2 separate regions of the Anser cygnoides genome follow, and region 1 is linked to region 2. Evidence: chromatin contacts called from public Hi-C data. All regions are on one chromosome and are shown on one strand. The core of a region is the stretch at or near the end of the contact, and the rest is flanking DNA. Distances in the headings are between cores, read along the strand shown.

Region 1 (7,523 bases), core at 4,424-6,923, 150 kb after region 2:
CTGCAGACAGCAGGGAGCGAGTGGTACTCACAGAAAGGTGCGAGAGACACCCAGCAAACACGCACCCAGCATCTCACGCGGTTCAGAAAGCAGCATCCCACCGCCATATGTGGGTGCCAAACTTGCAGGATTGCTTTTTGGACAAAGAAGTCAGATCTGGAGCAAGGCCTGAAGATGCAGCACGCCCTCTGAGCCTGAAAGAACTTCATGAAGCACACAAGATCAGGTAAAACAGCTATAACCACAAAGCGGAGAGGTTTGCTCTGTTTTTTAATCCATTATTTCTACTGCACGTAAAATCTAAGGAAGAAACCTACCAGAAAACACGGTAGTCCTTCACATTTTCAGAGACCTATAATTTTAAATCATGTCATTCCACTTCAAGTACCAATTTACTCAGCCAAGACTGTTGATCTCGTGTAACTCACTTTCAAAGGAAGTCTTCATCAGATGGCAGTGCACTAATAAAATTAGTTAGCAGTAAGTTCAAATACGATTAGCCTTAGCATGCGTGCATCTGAAACCTTCTACTGCTAAATATCAAAATACTCACTTCATAAGAGGTGTAAATTAACTGATTTGATGTGAATGATGTAAAAGTGAGGTTTTAGAAGGGTTTGTACAACATGATGGTGCCTCTGAGGAGCAGGGAACACGCCAGCAAACAGATGAGGCTGACAGTGAAGTACAAAAGAAAGCTGTGAGGTATGCATCACATGCAGTGTGCAGTATAGGAAGAAGCTTGGTGAGGTAGGACCACATCAGGTTCTTTTTAATTTTTTTGAACGTACAAGGTTGCTGTGCTACTCCAATGCATGACCTCTGACAAATGCTTAGGAGCACAATGCAAACGACAGCATTGAAAAGCATACGGACACCACTGTGCAAGCATTCTGGCCAAAGGAGAAAGAACATTATTGAAAGAGACTCTCATGTAAACCACACTATTTGTTCTGGGAAAAAAAAAAAAAAAAGGGCTATCCTGTTATGATCCAGATGTTAGCAGGGAACGTCCGTGTAAAACACAGATTATTATATCCTTAATTTGCTTCAGAAGTGCATGTATCTTCACTGCTGTGAATGTAAGTCATTTCCTTCAAAACATGCAACCCATCATTCCCTAGCTCTTGAAGACAGAGATATACAAATACTAACAAATCTCAATTCAGGGATTCCCACATGCTATTGTCAAGAGGGTGGGGAAAAATAAATAAAAGAACAAAAAAGGGCTTAAAAAAAACCAGTCCAGTCTTAGGAGTCTGTGCATTATAGAGCAAAAAAATTAACATGACTGGCACATGATGAAAAGGGCTGAAGAGGTTTATCTGTGATGCCCAGTTGCAGAGGATGACATTATCTGAGCTAGCAATGAAAAACGACCTAGTGACATTAACAGGAGTTTACACAGAGGAAAAAAAATATCATAGGTTGGTTTCTGGGGGGGAGAAGGAAGGAAGAGACGGGGGAGGGTGTAATCATTAAGGACAATCTTCCCTTCCAATGGCCTAGGAACTCTCCATCTAGTCTCCTTTTGCCCAATTTAACCATATATGAGGTAGAGCAGCTTCGCTTCGTGCCATCTTACCTGCGGTAAGATATCCCGTGTCCCCTCCCTACAGCCCCCTACTTGAGAAGCTTACTATGGAAATCATGCCCCCAGCAGGGAAATCACGCCTGAGAGCCCTCTTTTCCAGCTCAGCTTTTGCACGAGACAGGGCAGCAGCGGGTCTGGCAGGGCGAGCTGCTGGGGTACAGAACCAAGCGCAGCCTGCACCGCAGCCCTCCAGCTAGCCGGGATTTAAACACACAGCCGAGCCGCTTCCATGGCTTGCACATACAGACGTTTACACACAAATAGGATACAGAACCTGAAATGTCAAGGCTTCTACTGCTTCTGCTTACTGCTGTCATCAACACTTGTAAAGCAACGTCCTGTTGGCTAAAGGACTGAGCTAGGAATCTGCAAGGCTTGAAGCTACTGCCAGAATTTTCTTGAAGTAGATTTTTAAATGTGAAGCACTGGAAAATGTCGAAGCTCCCCCTCAGCAATAATCATCAAACAGAGCAGGTAGCCAAGGAAGGGTAACCTCTGAACTGTACGTTACCATCATCTTCTTGCTCTGTCTCCAAAAAGAAAAGTCAAAATCTGCTGGGTGGTCTTCACTATCATGAGCCTGTACAAAAAAAAGGCATCCTGGGGACTACACATAATTGAGAGAGTCAACTGTGCACGTGTGGAGTCTTAAAGAAGTCAGTTACCTTTAAGAAAAGTTTTTAGGACCAAAAAAAAAAAAAAAAAAAACACCCTAAAAGAGAGATAAATCCACCATTAGTATTCTCCGACATGTCATTTGATAAATTCCTCCCATTCTATCTTCTTTCAAAATTCCCTTCTCTTTCAGATATCACTTCATAAACAGTTGCGAAGCATTACAGAAATGGAGATTTTCTGACAAGGTACCACCGCCACAGAGATAGTATCTTGCTATAAAACCCAGTCCTAAGGAAACAGAACTCCTCCAACCATTCTTTGAAAAGCTGCTACTGGATTGGGTTGCATCATATGAGACGATTTAAAGGCATGATCTTGAAGGCAGATTTGACAAATGTTTCTTTACAAGGCATTTAACACTGGCAAACTTCAAACAGTTCCACTTCCACCAGTACTAACGGTTCCACTTAAATCATTGTTGGAGCTGGGTCACTCCTCCCTCTTCTTCCCCTCTCCCTCTGATACTGCCAGGAACAGGGTCCGCAACAAGGAAAACCACACATCTCTTAAAAACTTAGAAACGGCCCACAAGTGATTTAAAGGCTTTAAAAGTTCCTGTTCTATTCATGCAGCTTTACCCACTCAAAAAAAAAAAAAAAGAGTGTCACGACTTTCGCTGAACATGAGCATGAAGGGAACTTCCACGTGAACCAAGTTAACTCAGCCGCTGCATGTCACGACCGCTCAGCTCCTGGAAGCAGCGCTCGCAGAGCCGGGGCTCGCCAGAGACGTGAATTTGCACTTCTTGTGCCTGGCAGCCTCTGGCACTGGCACTGGGCTGGATGGAAGGGTTCTCATTTGAAGAGCAGCAAGAAAACTAAATATGAAGTAAAAGTGTCAGAAACGTTTTCGTTCAGTGCATCAGTCGCTATCATCACTTGCTTAAAAAAAAAGTACATTTGGCAAACGCTAGCAATTCGAGAAACTCCTGGAAATAGTTCACGATCTGTGGTAATATCAAGGAATCAGCACCCAGCATTTTCTCTGCACGACACAGATAAGCAGGCTATTGTTCTTCCCTTGTTCAAATATCTTCATGCAATTGTAAAATGATAAAAAAAAATATTATAGCTCCCTATTAAGCAGTTTTTTTTCACCCCTGTGACTCGTCTGTAAACATGCGTGTGCCGTATAACTTCAAGCAACTTGACCACAAAAACGTAACAGGTAGTCTAACAAGAAATAAAATTTCAGAATCACAGTATCACCTTCCTACCCTTAGCAATCAGCCTGCCACCTCTGCCTAAAAGACCTGCAGCGAGCATGACTCCAGGGTAGCAGCTCTGCAACAAAGCACGCTCCAAAGAGCTGTTTTACCCAGCTATCATCTCCAGTTGTTTCATGTCTACGGACATTTACTGACCACCAGTCTCCTCAGTGACATCTTATTTTGTGGCCCCTACCCATAAAGGGCAGCAAGATTAGAGCAAGGCACAAAAACAAAACTCGTAATTGTTTGGTCTTTTCAAGAATCAGACAGCTTGCCCATTTGAAAACACGGCATTTCACCAACAGCAGCCTTAGACAAATAGCAAAAACACACACAAAAAAACAAACAACAACAAAAAAACATTTAAAAATTATTAATACAAATGTAACTTGTTAGAACACTAAAAATCCAACCCCAGGATTGAAACATACCACGGTTTAAAGGGAGACAAAGCAGACATGTGCCTTGATCCAACAAACAAACCAACCAACACAGATTGTTTCTTGATATAATTACCAAGATACAGAAAGTTATCTGCATTATATGCTCATTTTAGCAAGCACACATGCCTTACTATTTTCACCTATACCCTTCTTCCATCCATGGGAAACAACCAACAAAAAAAAAAGCTTCAAGAACAAGGCACAAAGCCCACACTCATCCACTCATCTGACCAAAAACTTTACTGCAGGATCTGTTGCTGTAGATATAGATGCACACTGCTACGCTGGACAACGCTGCTGCTGGAAGAATTAATCATTCATAGATCAACAATTGGTTCTTTCATTTCCCTGACTGTCTCAGACCAGACCATTATGTATTTTTTTCCACCTACTGATCCTATTACACTCCGATTTTTCAGCTGCGTGCAGCGAAGACATCTGAAAAACATTCATATTTCCAGGATTAAATTCCAGAATTCAGAGAAATGGCCTTAACCAGAGAGGGAATCCATCTGCTACCAGGCACTTCGTAACTTCACCGGTGCCAAGAACTGACCTAACACAAAACCGTAATAAAATCACCACCACGTAAGCTACGAAAAAATAAAAAACAAAACCCTGGAAGGCAAAGTGAGGCGCGCCACAGTCACTCCTCCTGGCTCCCTACCAAAAGCACTGCATGTGAACTGCTCCGGGACGCCGCTGACCTTCCCCCAGGTGAAGCTGTGGGGACGAACGGTGCGGGCACCCAGAGCCCGAGCGGCCTGTGCGGGTTAACCCGCGCCTGCGAGTTCGGCTGGGCTCTGCGGGGGGCCGGGGCTCCTCAGGGCACGGCTGAGGGGAAAGGGGGCGAAGCGACGCGCGGGCGAGCCCAGCAGCCGCGCCTCATCGCGACAGCACCGCGGGCAGGAAGAGTCACGGCGGCAGCGCGGAGGTCACTTCTTGCCTTCGCTGCTGCCTCACCGGCTCTGCCCCGCGGCTTCTGCCCGCGGCCGGCGATATGCGCGACAGGCCCGTCCCAGCGCGGCCCAGCCCAGGCGACCCCCAGCACCCCCGCCGAGGTGCCGCAGGGCTCGGGCAGCGCACCCCGGCACCACACGGCCGGGGCTGGGACGCGGGGACACCGCGGGGGCTCCGCGCCCGGGCAGGGCGAGGGGAAGGGACCGGAGCCCCCCGGGGTTTCGCCGCCCGGCCGCCCTCACCGTCGATGTTCTCCCGGTCGCTGATGTGCTGCAGGTTGCAGCCCGTGTCCTCCCGGCTCAGGTCGGCCTCGGGGCGGTAGGACTCCAGCCGGGAGTGGGCATTCCTGCGCAGCTTGGGGCTGGAGGAGACGCAGCAGGAGGTGGTGTTCCCCATCTTCTCTGCTCCAGCCGACCCCGGCCGGGGAGGAGGCGAGGGGCGGCCGGTCAGCGGGGGCGGCGGGCGGCCATGGGCGAGGAGGAGGAGGACGAGGAGGAGGAGGAGGAGGATGGGGAGAGGCGGCGGCTGCGGCGCCCTGCGGCTGCACTCGCCGGCGGATCCCGCCGCTGGGTCATCCGAGGCGGCAGCCCCGCGGCGAGGGCTGCGGCAGCTGAGGGCGAGCTAAGCGCTGCTGCGCGGCCGGGCGGCGCAGGGCCGGCCGAGGCACAGCCCCATCGCCGGGCGGCGGGGCCGCCGCGCTCCTCCTCCGCCCCCGCGGGCCCCCCTCACCCCCTCGGCACCGCGGCAGCCGCAGCGGCAGCACCGGCAGCAGCAGCAGCAGCCGCCCCGGGCGGCCTCCGCCAAGCGGTTCCGGTTCAAGCGGGCGGTGACGCCTCCTGCCAGGCGGGCTGCCGGGCCGGCGGCCGTGCCCGGCTCGGCGGGGGCTGAGGGGCGGCCCCCGGCCGTGCCGCCTGCCCGCTGCCAGGCGGTGCCGAGCCCCGTGTGCGTTTACGTGACGGGAAGACGAAGCACGGCGGTGGCCGAAGGGAGCGGCGGGGCGGAGGGGGCGGCTCCCGCCCGGCGTTGCACGCCCTGGGGGCTGCAGCCCCCCGTCAGCCCCGCTGTCCCCCCGCAGGCGCTGCCCCGCCGGGGTCCCCTCACACCAACGGCTCCGTGTCCCCCAGCAGCGGGGTGTGTCCTCGGTTCCTTCAGGAATTCAGAGCATCACAGAATCATAAAGGTTGAAAAGGTTGGAAAAGGCCTCGAAGATCATCTGGTCCAACCGTCTCCATTCTGCGAGGGCTTGGTTTTCATAGAATCACAGAACCATTCAGGTTGGAAAAGGCCTCCAAGATCATCTGGTCCAACCATCCCCCTACCACCAGTATCACCCACTAAACCATGTCCCTAAGCACCACGTCCAACCTTTCCTTGAACACCCCCAGGGACGGTGACTCCACCACCTCCCTGGGCAACCCGTCCCAATGCCTGACTGCTCTTTCTGAGAAGAAATGTCTCCTCATTTCCAACCTAAATCTCCCCTGGCACAACTTGAGGCCATTCCCTCTAGTCCTACCACTAGTTACCTGTGAGAAGAGGCCAACCCCCAGCTCCCCACTCCACTGGTGGTCACAGATGAGTGGTCAGAGGGGATGGAGAGCATGCAACCGACTGGTGATGTGCCCCTACCATGTATTCAGAGCTTTCCCAGTCAAAATCCCTTTCTCCAGTATCAGTGTAATCCTAACGATGGAGACTCGGGATGTTTCTCATTAGTTTTGTTTTCTAATCTTTATAATCTAAGCAAATCTCATGACTACTGGAGGTCTGAGTCACGTTAGTCAAATGGTTACACTGATAATTCGATTACAGAAAGACACAACTGTGTCTTTATAAATAATGCCCCAAGTTGGATAATTACATGAAAGACTTTAAGTTTTCATACTAAATTTTTTTCAGACCCTACATTGCAAAGAAAAAATCATTTTTATTTTTCAACAAGCTTCAATGTTTATTTGATACAAATGTACTCTGGTGGGGTACAAAACAATAAAGAAAAATAACATTTTAAAAAACACGTTGAGGATGGGTTTCTGTAAATAATGTTGTGATACCCCAAAGCGGCGATGTACGTTTGTTACATTGTCCTTTTGTGTTTGAGTAATGCAAGATGAAAAATACGTTTAGTATCTTTTGTGTGTTAGTGTCTTCTGTATTCTGTAGTCTGTGTCCAAACGAAAGGAAATTAAGCACTTGCTGGTGCTCTAGCTTAGAAATATTGTCCCGTAGTAGGATGTAATGTTAATTAGCCCTTTCCACCACCACCACGTAGGTCGCTGCAACCATCAGGCGTACCCAGCTCCTCAGCTGGAGGGCTGGAGCTGCTCCCGAGCCTGCTGCCAGCCCACTCTTCTGCTCGGACCAGGACATGGCATAAACCATGCTCACCTCGCCAGAGCCGATTAAGTCACAGATGGTCAGAAGCAGTCATCAGAAAAAAATCAAACACAACTTTGCAAGAATCAAATCTATCCTAGGATACATAAAATAGAAAAATAAAACATTAGTGAAATGTCTAGCTTAGCACACCTCACAGGAGGAGTTCGACAGGGCTAGAAAGGCTTCTGTGGAAGAAGTACTTGTTTGCCTGCCTGCCATGGCTCCCTGCCCTGCCCCGTTAAATCCTACCATCCTGTAG
Region 2 (7,665 bases), core at 3,759-6,258:
CTCATGTTCCCTGAAACACTGATGATCTTTATTCACTGAGCTAGCTAAGTATTGATAAAGAGCAAACAGCTATGAGGAATGGAGCTGTGAGGAATGGAGGTCCTGTACCCAAGTGTGGCATTTTTAAGCACTGCCTGCGAACAGTCCTAGCACTTATTTTGGATGTAGCCCTCTCCCCGAAAAGTCCTGCTTGAGCCTAACCCCTGCTCACCAACATCTTATGGCACGGGGGAGAAGGAAAGCGAGGCAGGAGCAGCCTGGGCTGGGGACCAGACTCGGATGCCCGCCAGATCTGTGGGCATCGTGTCCTTACTCACACAACACTGTGAGCCAGGAGGAAGCACTCAGTTCCCAGAAAACACCCACATGTTCCCTGTTCCTCGTGGCCATCAGTAGGTGTCTGACAGATGGCGGTCTGTCTCCGGGTGTGCACAAGGGTTTAAGGGAACTTGGCATCTGACAGCAAGCCGCAGATTTATTTTTTTTTTTTAATGAAAAATAGTCAAAGTAATGAAAAGTCTTCCCAGCTGTAGACCTCTACAGACTAACACCACCATGTGTTTGGCCCTAAATAACACATAAATCTTTAAAAGAAGGACAAAGCCCGCTTTGTTCTTTAAGATCGGTCTCCAAAGCAAGATTGACAGCTGCCTGCCTAAGCACTTGGACGGCTGACACAGAAGTAACAGCAAAGTGAACTCGTTCTAATTGGAAAACCCATGAAAAACTGCTTTCAGAATTCTCTCATGTTTGCAGGGCTGTTTTTGGTAGGGTTTTGTGATAATAATGTTTCTTGGCCTGTGCTCGACTTTGTGCAGACTGTCTAAAGCAGCTTTTGCAAAGGTTTTTCTCTCAGATATAAGCCCGGCCAACTGAGCTAACATAAGTCACCCCAGATCTCCAGGAGGCCTATAAGCACAAGCAGAGCAACCTTCCCTCACAGTTTGCTGTGAACCAAACTAAGTTTCACCACCAATCCTGGTGACATTCACTTCCAATTAACAGATACCGAGGTATAAAATAGGAGCCTCTTTCCCCAAAATAACAGCCTGAGCTCTGTTAAATGCAAAGGGTGCCAAGAGACAGCATGGGACGGACAGAAAACATAGTGTAAGAGCTACTGCCAAGAACACAGCAAAGCAAGGTGCTAAAATCCCTTCTGGAAAATGGACTTAGCACGGATTGAAGCATGATGACAAAGGCCTGGGACAAAGCTGGAGGGGCTGGATGAGCCAGGAGGTGGGTAAGGCGTATGTGCATCTTCTCTTGATTGCCTCAGGGACACTCACTTCACCCCAGCACGCTCACATAACACAGGGAAAGAGGGGTCAAGTCAGAGGGGAATGGCAGCAAGAGGGAATGCTCTGCATGCAGCTAAAGACCATGCTTATCGTCAGATTTTCCCTATTCCTTGGGTGATCGGCCTCTTTCATAACAGGGATTGGCCTCTTTCATAACAGCTCCTCTGGGCAACCTGTGCCAGTGCCTCACCACCCTCTGAGTGAAGAATTTCTCCCTAATATCTAATACCTACCTACCCTCTTTTACTTTAAAGCCATTAATTCTTGTCCTGTCACTACACCCCCTGACAAAGAGTCCCTCCCCAGCTTTCCTGTAGCCCCCTTTAGGTACTGGAAGGCCACTGTAAGGTCTCCCCGGAGCCTTCTCTGCTCCAGGCTGAACAACCCCAGCTCCCTCAGCCTGTCTTTGCAGAAGAGGTGCTCCAGCCCTCTGATCATCCTCATGGCCCTCCTCTGGACCCATTCTAATCTGCTGTCATTTTCACTCAGTTAATCGTCCATCACTGAAAACTTTTCAAAGCTAATCCAGTACTCAGAGTGTTACCTGCAGAACCTGCATTAGACACAGCTCTCTGTCTTCCAACATGTCTGTGTTGTGCATGGCACAGGATCAGAAAACAGCCCTTTGAGTGAGCACCGTATGTGGGCTCCCATAATTAAATCATAGCTGTGGAGATGGCCTGGGACATCCCCCTAGTCAACACCAAATCTAAGAAAACAGAAATAGGAGAAGGAAAGGCAAAAGCTAGTAAGATTGTGATAGCAATGTAGATGCCAGATAATTGCAACATTGATGCCAGATAATATAAAGTGCAAAGATACCAAACTTTTTGATCAAATTTCTGTCTTGCTAAACTAATTTTTGAGAATTGTCATCACTGTGTACCACAGGCCAAGAGTTCATGCTATGACTTTGAACAAAGACCATCAAATTTACAGAATATTTTAGCAACTCAATTACAATGTAAAAGCATTACATTGTGAAATTACTTCCCTATCAGTTGAACATCAGGCTATTAAAAGCAGTACAAAAGACAGAAGTTAAAGAGCAGCCTTTCAACTACTCAACTTTCTTAATTTTGGAGATGCATTTTTTTACTATCTTAAAATATTACAAGCAGTAATAATTTATCTGTTCTTCATTGTAATCATGACATTAAAATAAAATAATGTGCAATTAATATCCTCTTTAATGAGCCCTTCTAGAAAGATAATCACTGGAATAACGATGTATCACAAAAGGGCAGATAATTTTAATAACTTGAAAGAATACACTAAGGATCTCTACATTGTTAATTTCCGATTTAATACTTATCATGGTCTGAACTAAGAGATTCATGGAGAACAACTGCTGACAATGGGAAATTATGCATTCCCTAGACACCTGTCTACAGTGTATTTCACAAGAGAATAGAGTCACAGCTTTCCACTATGTTGGTGACTATAAATCAAAGTGACCCAACCTACAGTGTGAAGAAAGAGAAGAAAGTGATTATAGCTGATTGAAACTTAGGGTTTGGCTTTTATTTTGGTATTAAAACATAGTCCGAACTAAAACAAAACAAAACATTGAAAAAATACTTTTCATGAAAAGTTTTTAACAGCCTATCTTATTTAATGTTGAGAAATAGAACTGGTGGGTTTTTTGTTTGTTTTTGGTTGGTTAGTTCATTGTTTTAATCGTGGTGATACTCAGAAACTCATGCTCATACTGCAGAAACTCCCAGGGATATTTGATTTTGGTGTATGCAAAAGATGGAAATTGCTGGTCTTCAACATCCTGCAAGATATTTATTTAACATGAGAAGTGCTATCATACAGTCAAGGATACTAAGAGAACAGAATGGTTTTAGGTTTTTTATAATTCTCCAATGAAAATTTTATTTCCATGTGGAAACTATTTCATTACAGATTTCCTGACCTGTTCCAAGTCTTATTTCCTTTTTGTATAGTCCTTTGTTGGGTAATACAAGACATGATGAGCACCATACATAGCTTACATATAGTTCCATAAACCCATCACAGTGTGCAACTAATACCTGCCCTGCAGCTCTGGCAGCCCTGTCTGAATGCAAGATAAAGCTTCCTGAGGGCAGTGTTAGGAGTATTGTGTCATCAAGCAGAAATGCTTTTTTTTTTTCTGGAGTGGCTGGGTAAAGAAAAGATATAAAGAAATGCTGGCAAACTTAACAAGTAGCTTTCGCAACATTATTCTGAGTACAAAGAATGTTCTGGAAGGACTCACAAGATCAATTCACAAGTTAAAAAAAAATACATCTTTGCTTACACAGAATAAAATGTTGTTACTTCCTTGCTCCACATCTATTACATCTTTTACTCACTTTTTTAGGACATGCAGATATATTCATAGCACCTTAACATTCAGTGATACCGAATATAAGAAGAAATTAGGATGGATCCTCTTAGTTTCTTCTTTCAAACAGATCTTCTGTCCTGTTTCCTCCTCCCCATTGTGGATGCCCCTACCAGCAATGGTATCTAACTTGCTTGACCCAGGGAAGCTCAGAATAATACAAACATTTCCGCACATCTTCCCTTCATCTCCCATGCTAGTCAACCCAGCCTGTAAAACCACGTCTTTGTAATTTAATAAATATGACTTGGAAATAGTTATTAGGAGATTCAGAGACATTCCCTAAAGAGCAGGTTGTTGATGCCAGAAATGTCTATTCCCTCTCATATCATACAAATCGTGCTGGTTTAGTAGGCAGTTTTTACAAACGCGCTGTGTATTGCACTGACCCCGGATTATGAGTCGAAGGGTACGGGAGCAGCCAGGTCTGCAGCTGAGTGGCACAAACAAGGCCGCAGTCTCACGCAGAAACCACAAGCACAGTAAGGAAGAAGCTCACTCATTTCACTTTCCACTTCTGACACAAAGAGGATCTTCTTGATTGGAAATGAGACTCCTTAGTGATTAAAAGATGTCTAGCTAAAGACACAAATAAGCAAATTGTGTCCAGCCACAGCGCATTTATTATTTATCCCATCCTATTTATATTTCACATTGAGGGATGTACACGACAAACTGAACTCACATTTGTTCCTTGCATTCCTTCTCACAGCTGAGAAGAGGCAGTGAATCATAACAGGTTTCATTGTTGCAGTGTTTTGTCATGGTATGGGTAATCAGCACAGACCCCATTACAGAGGCTTTGGAGGATGAGGAATTTAAATATTTTATGGTTTTCTGCCTATGATAAATTTAATAATTAATGCTGCTCCTGTCCTGGAAATGACAAAACATACAGCAAGCACACACGATAAAAGAAACAAACACAGCTAATAAAGAGAAAAACATTACTTAGAAGGTAGCAATTAAAAACTTCTGTAGCATACCTAAGGATCCCAAACTACTTTACAAAAGTAAATTCTGCCTCCAGGCCCAAAGAGTACCTCTGCTTCCTGATTTCTGAGGGGAAGCAGAAGATGAGGGATAATTAAGTGCCAGTCTTTACCTCGTATATGTGAGAAATGATACCCAGACATTATGAGCCAGACTATCCCAAAGACGTCTGTACCCACAGGAGAGAAAAGGAAGAATGTGAAGGCTGTTTTCCCTTGATGTGCTGCAGCGAGGAGCCAGCTATTAAGCCATTACAGAAACTTGTTATACTGCAGAGCAAAGGCAAGGCTGGATCGGTGCCTGTTTTCCCTTTGCATGGGTCTAAATGGAGTGGGAGCTACTCCAGCTCCAGGCTGTGCCTACAACACCAGCTCGTGCCACCCCCTGAGCAGCCCTGTGTCACGGGCACTGCAAGCAGTACATTCCTCTGAGCGCACACTCCTCCACATCCACTCCCACTGATGATCTGCAGGTGTATGCAACCTTCAGCCCCCGCTGACGGGTAGGTATAAGAAAATTCAGCTCACACACTGCTCTGCTTCACTGCTGGACCACGCTTATGTAAATGCAGGAGAATTAACATTGAAGGCAAGCACAAAGCATGACAATAATAAAATCTGTGATTCGCTTCATTTAGACACGTCTTCAAGTGATTAGTGTCTGTCAAACAAAGGAGGTGAGTACTTCTGCATAGCTATGGCTGCTTTATCCTTCTCTTGGGTTAGAAATCATCTTCCCTAAGCCCAGGTCTGAGATATTCACATTGTGGTTGAAATAGGCACATCTAGAAAGCGACTCACCGTAACTGAAGAGGTGCCTTGAACAGGTCAGATGAATCATTCTCCCTACTGAAACAGGGAGCTTAGTGTGACTATTTCAGATTAATACATAACGCTTTGTAGACATGTCATCCGCACTCATGCATAGTGTAAGACGTACATGTAAGACGTAGCACATCTGCACTCACGCACAGTAAATAGTGCCAGGGCATGGGCACTAGAGCTTGGTCCCCTGCGCCACCAAGCTGTTAGAGCACCCCCTGAAACCCTGCTGGCCCACACCTTCTCATCATCTCCTGGGCAATTCTTCAGCTTATCACCAATCCCGACAGCGAGCGTGGGTGCAGCCACCCTGTTTTGCAGGCTAATGGAGCTGAGTAACACAGACATGGTCAGACTGTGCCAGTTGACCTCTGGGCTAGAGAAAGGTACTGTCACTGTACTGCTAACTGTGGTGGTTTTACCCAGCCTGGAAGCTGAGCCCCACCACAATCGCTCTCTCACTCCCCCTCCTCAAAGGGAAAGGGGCAGAAAATATGATGAAATGGGCTTAAGGGTTGACATAAGAACAGGGAGATCCCTCGACAATCATTGACACAGGCAAAACAGACTCAGCATAAGGAGATCAGTGAAATTTATCACCTATTACTAACAAGTTAGAGTTGTGAGAAACTAAAAATAAATAAATAAAACACCTTCCCCCCATACACCCTCTTTTTCCTCCTCCTCCTGAGCAGCGCAGGGGAACGGGGCATGGTGCCTGTGGTCAGTCCCTGATGCTTCGTCTCTGCCGCTCCTTCACAGTTGCTCTCTGCCCCTGCTCCACGTGGGATTCCTCCCACAGGATGCCGTCCTTCCCGAACTGCTCCTGCATGGGCTCCTCTCCACGGGCTGCAGCTCCGGCCCGGGGCCTGCTCCTGCGGGGGCTCTCCATGGGCCGCAGCCTCCTCCAGGCCACATCCACCTGCTCCACCGGGGGCTCCTCCACGGGCTGCAGCGTGGAGATCTGCTCCGTGTGGGACCCATGGGCTGCAGGGGGACAGCCTGCTCCACCAGGGGCCTCTCCACAGGCCGCAGGGGAACTTGTGCTGTGTGCCTGGAGCACCTCCTGCCCTCCTGCTGCACTCACCTTGGGGGCTGCAGGGCTGCTTCTCACTCCTCACAATCCCAGCTGCTGTTGTGCAGTAGCTTTTTCCCTTTCTTAAATCTGCTCTCACAGAGACTCAAACATCACTGCTTATTGGCTTGGCTGTGGCCAGGGTCGGGTCCCTTTGGAGCCAGCTGAAACTGGCCCTTATCTAACATGGGCAGCTGCTGGACTCTTCTCACAGAGGCCCCCTCCTGCAGGCCCCCCCCTACCAAAACCTTGCCACGTAAACCCAATACACTAAGTAGTGGAGGTGTACTCTTCAGTCCCAAAAGATCCATAAGATCCACACTTTCTTTACACATTAACACTTTGCTACAAAACATTTATTTATATTTTTCACCATCTACCCTTGCCTGAATGTCCTTTCTTAGAGTGGGCTTAGAGAGTTTTAATATGAGGAGATAAATTAACCTTCTGACAGTAGATAATGTACAACTGTGTTTAAAAGTCACACCTTCCTTAAGTTCAATCTTTTGCAATAAAACTAGGTTAGAGCAAACAAGTATGCAGATGTACTCCTGGCAAAACAGGTGAGTCACATCAGTGACAGTCCACAGCTTTTTAGAGTCACTTACACCCAGAAAAGGATAAATATGTTACATTTTCCAAAAAGCAGTTCCATTAATGTAATATCCTTCAAATTCTTATCCACCATTTTGCCTCTTTTCCTTCAGTTAGCCAAACACAGCAAAGCAGCATGTCTCTGCAACATAACTTCAGCAAAGGGATCCAGCTGAAACTACCCAAAAATTCCTTAGGGTCACAGTGATGTGTCCTGCCAGGCTCATTGTGTAGTGGTCTCTCAGAATTTTATACCCATTCTGACTTTTTTGATCTCAAGCAACTAGAACTACTATAATTTGATTGTGCATCAGGATTCTTTAGCTCAGCTGAAGTGTAGTATCCTAAAAGCTTGCTCTGAACTACAGAGGAGGAAACTCCAAGGTGAGACTTGATCTGAGGTCTCAAAGTCAGGGCAGTATCTTTAATGAAACCTTGCTGGAGCCCTGGTATCACCTGCTGGCATGTAGTTCCTTCTTGGTCACCAGCACCCAATGGTTCTTCAAT

What was found. Hi-C and Micro-C count contacts between places; a contact is called where the count stands out from the background.
Region 1: a Hi-C map of granulosa cells shows a contact between it and region 2, with 4 times the contacts expected there. The contact joins the promoter of CCNY here to the enhancer-like site in region 2. A contact is called at or near these places in 2 of 7 Hi-C or Micro-C datasets (granulosa cells and liver).

What each region holds. Positions count from the first base shown.
Region 1 is chr2:14,659,754-14,667,276 of Taihu_goose_T2T_genome, forward strand. It overlaps CCNY (cyclin Y), which reads right to left and starts at 5,674. Exons shown (of 10, transcript XM_048076573.2): 1 at 5,128-5,674. The coding sequence starts at 5,281.
Region 2 is chr2:14,510,718-14,518,382 of Taihu_goose_T2T_genome, forward strand. GJD4 (gap junction protein delta 4) reads right to left here. Exons shown (of 3, transcript XM_048076521.2): 3 at 3,073-7,665. The coding sequence ends at 7,408. Among named protein-coding and RNA genes, the nearest start is that of GJD4, 9.6 kb to the right of the region's middle. Within about 2 kb of position 5,009, at least 1 of the 3 cell types and tissues checked has open chromatin away from gene starts, as enhancers often do.